Regions from separate parts of the Danio rerio genome. Here region 1 is linked to region 2. The links are chromatin contacts, called in public Hi-C maps. All regions are on one chromosome and are shown on one strand. Each heading gives the region's core, a stretch centred on a gene start, on an enhancer-like site or on the middle of the called end of the contact. The rest is flanking DNA. Distances are from core to core; before and after follow the strand shown. Region 1 holds the start of olfcq11 (olfactory receptor C family, q11). Region 2 holds the start of olfcq6 (olfactory receptor C family, q6).

What was found. A called contact is a pair of places that touch in the nucleus more often than the background predicts.
Region 1: a Hi-C map of an unstated tissue shows a contact between it and region 2, with 2.7 times the contacts expected there. The contact joins the promoter of olfcq11 here to the promoter of olfcq6 in region 2. A contact is called at or near these places in 2 of 18 Hi-C or Micro-C datasets (hematopoietic stem cells and an unstated tissue).

The regions. Positions count from the first base shown.
Region 1 is chr18:36,461,635-36,465,686 of GRCz12tu, reverse strand. olfcq11 (olfactory receptor C family, q11) reads right to left here and starts at 2,429. Exons shown (of 6, transcript XM_678970.7): 1 at 2,194-2,429; 2 at 1,685-1,976; 3 at 761-1,573; 4 at 398-625; 5 at 170-293; 6 at 1-79. The coding sequence starts at 2,414.
Region 2 is chr18:36,324,701-36,328,675 of GRCz12tu, reverse strand. olfcq6 (olfactory receptor C family, q6) reads right to left here and starts at 1,497. Exons shown (of 8, transcript XM_068214849.1): 1 at 1,424-1,497. The coding sequence starts at 1,497. It overlaps olfcq5 (olfactory receptor C family, q5), which reads right to left. Exons shown (of 6, transcript XM_002665366.7): 6 at 3,337-3,975.

The DNA of each region.
Region 1 (4,052 bases), core at 1,180-3,679, 140 kb before region 2:
TCTACTTCTTTTGGGATGCATTGATCTTTTTCTGGGTTGGACCAGAAATCATTTGGACATGCTATGCACTCAGTGGTATCTGTGTATGAGAAACAAAGAAATGCGTTTTAATAGTTAAATCAACTGTTTGTTTGTTATCGGAGGAAAATTAAAAATAATACTTTCTCACCTGTTGTATTGGAAATCTCTCCATCTCCACATGGCAAGCAGTCAAAACAGCAGACAGGAAGCCCTTTCCTTGTTGCTTGTCTAGTTCCAGGGGGGCAGCTTTCACTGCACACAGACCGTGGAGGCTGAAAAACACATTAATTGTTGCTATTTAGGCCAGACATGATTTGACTTTATACTGTTTGTATGATCTGTTTTTACATTAGTCACATTATGTTTTGATAATTACTTTATTTGTCTCAAAGTTCCAGTATATTGCATTTTCATCTAGTGTGAACACCTTCCCTGTTGTCACCCCTTCATCTACAACACCAATTCTTCTGACAGTTACTGACTCCTCAGAGCTCAGCTGCCAGTTCAGCACATCATAGATGGCCAGAGCATCTCCATTTTTGTCAAAGGACACATGATCCCCAAAGCCTGTGGTAAATTTCACTCTTTGAAGGTAGTGAACCAGCTGCACAATTTGTAGACAAGATGATTGTTATCTTTTTACCAGACATTTTGAGTAAGATTACAGTTTTTTTTTTTTTGCACATTATTCTCTTCTAAATGAATAGAATATAAATGCACTTTTACATTTAAGTTTTACCTGCCAAGGTTTTAGATTTGATATGTCAACACATCTGTTCTCACTGAATGGTCCTCTCCCCTCCTCACAATGCATTAGGTCATGTAGTGCGTGTGCTAGAGCATAAACTGCCTTATAGACATTATAAGAAGCTCTCAGCTCAGAAACATCAGTGTATGGTGTAAATTTGCTTCTCAAATCCTCTTGCCCTGAGCACAATTTGGTTCTCAGTCCTCCAATAGTGTCGAAATTGCATTCAAACATGTTCTCCCAGAATATCCTCATCATACTGTTTTGTGAAAAATTGTCGGGACGAAGGCGTAACAGAAAGTTGTCAAGTCCTTCAATCTCTCCCCGTCGGATGGCAATTCCCAGTGTACCCCCTAAAACATACCTAAGTCGGGGATTAAGAAGCACAGGTGAGGTGGACCAAGCCTCACTAGCAATCCATTGCCTGCCTGTAATATTTTTCAACAGCATCTCATCAATCACAGGCAACAAATAGCTTGAAGTGGAAAACACAACCACTACTTTTGCTGTAGAGTTCTGAATGACTCTGACTATGTGTTGTACTGCCATCTGGTTGTTATCATTGGGGAGAATCTCAGAGAAAGCCACGCAACCTCCAAATTGCTGCACATCATGGTGGAAAGACAGAGCAGCATTTATGCCATAATCATCATCACTGTAGAGGAGACCAACCCAGGTCCATTCAAAATGCCTCAAAATTTGAATCATAGCCCGCACCTGGAAAGCATCACTGGGTATTGTTCTGAAGAAAGAGGGGTACTTTTTCCTGTTACTCAAACAGGAACAGGTGGCATAATAGCTAATCTAATTAGGAAAAATCGAGGAGAGAGACAGAGAGATGAGCATAACGCACGTTCATTATATAACTGTGTGTGTGTGTGTGTGTGTCTGTGCGTGCTTGTATAAATATCTTACCATAGGCATTCGAAAAAGCCCCAAAACACTAGAAATTGCAATAGAATGTGTAGATCCTGGATCACCTATGACTCCAATAACTGGTGGTGGGCCTTTGCAGTTGAGGTCAGAGAGGGTCTCCTCTGTCCCACTTATAAGAGCTGTAGCTGCCCGAAATGCCACTCCAAGCCTTAAACAGTTGTCATACATCTGGTAACCAAGTGTGATGTTAGGCAGCAGGTTGGGATTGTTATTAATCTCATTGATGGCAAAAACCATTGTTATTGCCTGCTGGAAGCTTGTCATATAGAAGCTGGAGAAGACAAACAATGTTTGATTATTAACTTCAACATTACTAACAATATATGTAACAATAAAGAAAACAATTGAACTGCGTTTCACATTAATTGAGTTTAAAATGATAAAATAATAATAAATTATGGAAACAAGAAAAAAAAAATAAATAATACACACACACACACACACACACTTCCTACACATTTTTTTCAGTCATTGTGGTTTAGACTGACTTTTCACAGTGGGGTAGTTTTGGCTCTGTTCTGAAGCTTAGCCCCGGGAATGCTTTGAGGTATTGAATCTCAAATAAACCACCAATTAAAAAGTCTCCATTCTGGTACATCCCGTTCAATGTAAAGTGTCCTTGTAGTTGACAGGTTCCTGAACTGGCCATCAAAGCCACAGACATATAATTACAAGATATAAAAAAATAAATGTGCAGAATCACCCACATCCCTCTTATCTGTTTATGTCCTTCGTCATTGAGATCACATATATATAAAGCCTTTTTTTTTCTTCTTGAAAGGCGGTACCACTCTAAAAATAAAGATATTGTGTTTGTCATTCTGTCGTTTTAACATAGCATAATACAATAAAAAAAAACAGATGTATTACTATATGCAATTGTATTATTATGTTTTAAAATTATCACTAAAAAAATATTACTTTGTTTTATAGTTTCTGGGAATAAGAGATAAGAGTTTTGATGACAGAAAGATCATAAACGTATAGTCTCAAAGGTATTAATTCCATAAACAAATACCACCCCAAGTTTATATTCTCAAAATGTGATTTACAAGTTAAATAAATCAATTCGTACATACACAAGTCTTAAACACAATATTGTAGACAGTATTTAGTTTTTTCAGTTTACATATATTTGTAGCTTATAATAAAGTCTTGCAAAATATTGTTAATATTTTACCTTTTCTGGATGTTGAAACTACATTTAAATACAGAATTTGTGTAAATGGCTGTTTGAAAAAGAAATTAAGCAACAAAAAAACTTCTAGTTTTTGAAATGAACTCAGGTTACAGTTAAGTGTTTTTTAAATTTTCTGTTAAGAAAATACTCTGTATTCTTTTGCATTTGAGATTATTGTAATACAAACCTGAATGATTTCAAATATGTGGATCACATTTTGTCAATGTTTTGTCAATACAGTATACATGAGAATTCTGAGTAAATTCCAAATCATCTTTCATTTGACATCTAGATGGCAGTTGTGTCTTTGACTTTGTATTGTAAAGCACCTGCAGTTCATCACAAAAACGGTCTAATTCTCTTGAGGTTATTACACAAACAGCATATTCCATTAGTTTTGTGAGAAGAACATTAAGCACAGTAACCACAGAACATATAATCAAGCTAATTATCCATAAATGCGTTTGTGTCTGATGCTAAAATACTTTAAATCTCAGTTTTATCAAATCTGATAAAAAGGCCACAAGCTGCAGTTAGACTCCAAACACATTTTAAGAAATTACTATTGAAAAGACATCAACATTTTAATATCCACATCAAGTCTGTGTTGATAGCCTTCTAGTTAGTGCTTCGACACATAGCACTTTGGTACTTATGGCAACTAAAGTTTGGCTCCTGGCCTAAGGCTCTTTGCCATTCCATCCCCTCTCTTTTTGCTTTGCTGACATTTTTCTTTCTATAATATTTTTTATATATATTGCCACCTTGGAAATAGGGATGCACCGATACCAGTATCGGGTCGATAATAAAATACTCATACTCATATTGGACATGAAAGGCCGATACCACGCATTGATTCCACTCAACAGTAATTCACTACATGGATGTGACTTGTTGTCCTAACTGACTTCAATGCCTTAATGTATAATAAGCCTAATGTATTATATATTAATAGCTTAGTCCTTATAAACAATACATTTATATAATACATTATTAACAAATACATAGGCTACTGAAGAATAAACCGAATATAAAATATGATCCTTGCATAATAATCACAGCTAAACAAGCTAGCACTCATTTTATATATACACTATAAATTTAAAAAAATGAAAGAAATTTTAAGTAATGGAACATTATGAAAAAATCTAAAGACTACAGGCTAAA
Region 2 (3,975 bases), core at 248-2,747:
AGGTGTGTTGCTGCATTAAGAGTTTAGCAAACTTGTTAAATGCATTGAAAAAACTGTCATAGCCATTGTAAAAAACTGTAATAAAACTTATGCAATCTGCAGCCCCGAAATGAAAGTACAAAGACTGCCACCTGGTGGTGCAAAGAGAAAACTTATTGATATGGACTTTTTAGATCATTTAGTATAATTTGTGTATGATAATAAACATGCACAATATGTGACTTTTTAAAAGCGATAATACTTTTATGCAGTCATAAACAATTTTTTGATAGATATAACGGTGATTTGATGCTTCATAAATGTTGCAGACACCTTTACCAATATCAAAAAGCTTTTGTAAACATCCAGTTATTCTTTACACAGATTAAAAAAACGGCTACTATAATACTACTATAATAAGGAAAATCCGCACTAACTGTAAATATAAATAAACTGCTCTTGAAACATAAAAGGGCATAAAAGTTATTGCTTGTCATATTTAACAAACCGTTTCCAATGAATTTTATGTAATTTTGCTCACATGGATAATTGAATATTAATCAGATGATGTCATTACGCTGCTGTGCCATCAGCCAATCGTTGCATTGCTGATCATGATTACGAGGATCGATAGATCAGTCCTTCACAACACACGCAGCGATCTCTGATAAGTTTATCTAGACATTTTAATCCGATTCACGAACTTGTTTGAAGAACCAAATTAGCGAGAGATCAGTTATCAAGATTAAAAGATCCAGGATCTGCCAAATCATCTTAGATCATTTAAGAGAGCTACGAAGAACAGACCCCAGGTTCTCAGTAACCTTTAAGACAAGCTTGTCGCATCAAAAACGACTCTCACTTATGACGTCTGCTTTTCAGTCATTTCACGTTGTACGCGTTACCGTTGCATTTGTACACATGCTTTAAATTAATGCTTTTTGTTTCCCAAATTGATATAATAAAGAGAACGATTAAAAAAAAACGTTATTAACCGGTTAACTGTAAACGTTTCTGGGCGAAGCAGTGTTGCAGTAGGTAGTGCTGTCACCTCACCGTAAGAAGGTCGCTGGTTCGAGCCTCGGCTCAGTTGGCGTCTCTGTGTGGAGTTTGCATGTTCTCCCTGCATTCGCGTGGATTTTCTCCGGGTGCTCCGGTTTCCCTCACAGTCCAAAGACATGCAGTACAGTTAAATTGGGTTGGCTAAATTGTCCGTAGTGTGTGTGTGTGAATGTGTGTGTGGATGTTTCCCAGAGATGGGTTGCGGCTGGAAGGGCATCCGCTGCGTAAAAACTTGCTGGATGAGTTGGCGGTTCATTCCGCTGTGGCGACCCCAGATTAATAAAGGGACTAAGCCGACAAGAAAATGAATGAATGAATTAATGAATTAATGTAAAAGTTTCTGTTCAGAACGAATAAAGTTTTTAGTTTTTCGTTTCTGTACCTGCAAAATGTCATTCGTTTCCATTTTTCATTTCCATTCCTTGAACCGGTTCGGAGCCCTGCACCAAAGTTCATGTTTAAAAGAAAGTTTACCAGCGAACTCTGCTGGTTAGATTGCTTGTAATCATGACACAAATAGGATTATTATAGGCCTATCTCTATGTGATAATAATTGTTGCCTTTCATTTTTTTTTTTTACTATGTTTAACATTTATGTCTATAGGAAGGCTTTAAGTGTTACAAAATAAGAATTCATTCATATCTCTAAAACTGCTGTGTGCAATCTTAGATTGGTTCTTATATAACTGTCAATCCCTCAGTCACTGCCTCCCGCTGTTAGATGACAGGGCGCTAAATATCACTGCAAATGTAGGGCTGCAGGAGAGGGAATGAAAAGAATACAGGTTTTTTACAACTTAGACTTACATAGACATTAATGAGCTCCCAGTATATTTAAAATTTCATGTTAGTTAATTATTATTTTAATACTACAACCATTCAAAGAATGTAGTTTTATTGTATTAAAAATTGCTTATATTAAATATTTCTTCAGTATATAATATTACAAACTACTGATGCTCATTTTGGTTAATTTTCCCAACCAACCAAAGAATAAACTAAATAGAAATAATAAAATTAATTGGTCAGTCCTAAATATTTTTCACTTAAATTACAAATTTAGATTACAAACAAAAACACTGACTGAATCCTATTTAAGAACTGGCATAGGCTGTTTTTCCAATATATATATATATATATATATATATATATATATATATATATATATATATATATATATATATATATATATTCTTTTGTTCACCAAATACTTTGCAGCTGCCTGTCACTCTGGGTGGTGATTCTACCTTGAGGTTGCTTGGGTAACGTTTATGGTGATATTCACATAGAGCAAATGAGTATGGAATAAAACGGCACTAAAAAATAACTAAATAGGCAAAACTTGAAACAACACGGTATAAAAACTATAATGAAAGTTACATTTTTAAAAATGGGAAATATCATTTTAAATTACAAACAAATTTGTTTAACATTTCATGACAATTCCATAACAATCCAGAAATTCCATGACTCATGGGAGTCATGTGTATAGCCTGCATCAACAAACAAGTGCATAACAAACATTAATGCAAGCATAACTCAAATGTTTTTCCACCATATTCTTACATTGGAGGGTCACTTTTCTTTGATGAAGCCTCATCATTATTGCATTTTTGTGGTATATGGGGATGGCTAGGGAAGTCCAGTCAAGTCATCTTTACAATGTAGATTATCAAAACAGTTTACATTGATGAAGAAAAAAGCCAAAATATATCAAATTATGGAAAATTCCAGCCTCTTAGGAATTGATAAGAACTGTGGTACAGGGCTCGTATTGTTATAGTTAAATTAAAACTGGGTAATCAAAATTTTCAGTAGTGTATGATTCGGTGTGTATGGATGCTTCCCAGTGATGGGCTGCTGCTGAAAGGGGAGGGCATGATACATATTAAAACGGTGATGTACAGAAAATAAACACCTATGAGCACAGTGACCTTGTGAGGGTCCAACTTGTCCTTTAAGGTTACAAAGGCAGATTTCCCATTGACCTTGCTAAGTTCTATTGTTTTTTAAAGTAATGCCTTGGGGAAAAACTCTTGAAATTCATCTTGGTACCAAGAGCATTATGAATCAAAGTAAACCAGATTTTAATAAAATGATTCACACAACATAAAAAGCAATTGCTATGCTAAAAAATTTTCTTAAATGGTCATGAATATAGAAAAAAGGCAGCTAAAATTAATAACGAAATTAGCAAATGTATAAATATTAATAATTTATAATATGTGATTATTTAAATATGAATATTTGGGTTTATCTTAGTTAAATGTAGCAGAATAAATATAACAATGATTTATCCAATGAGGAGATTCTTTAATTGTTTATTTATCTGAAAAGGAATGAATACTTGTAAAGTAAGGGAATAGTTTAAGAGGTTTTAGGTAATTTTTAAAAAGCTGGTAGAAAAAAGAAAATCTTTTATCATTAAAGTTATTGTGTTTTGTGAGGCAAAACAAAGAAATCCATGTGGTATAAAATAACTGAATGACCAACGAATAGCATAACCTACCATACATAAAACACAGATAAGCGAGGAAATATAAAATTTAGGTAATTAAGTTTACTGAAACAACATATCAAAACTCATTTCAGCACCGCAGCAGATTAACTGCTTTATCAAAATGATGGCTGAAGCACTATGTAGCGTCACATCGAACCTATGGATAGGGGTGATTTCAACTACAGCATTAGAGTTCTTTAAGCAGTGACCATGTTGTAAATCTCTTTAAACAAACACGCCTCTTTCAACTCATCAAACAGAAAGTTTACTTCAAAACCTGTTGTGTGTTTGGGGGTACTAGAGGAAGCTGGATAACTTGCCATGTGCTATAACCAAGAATTTAGCAAAGTGGACCATGTATTTTCTATATCTGTATTTAGAGAAATCTGCTAAAATGTAATTGTTCTGTTTGTAAATACTATAAAATATACTAG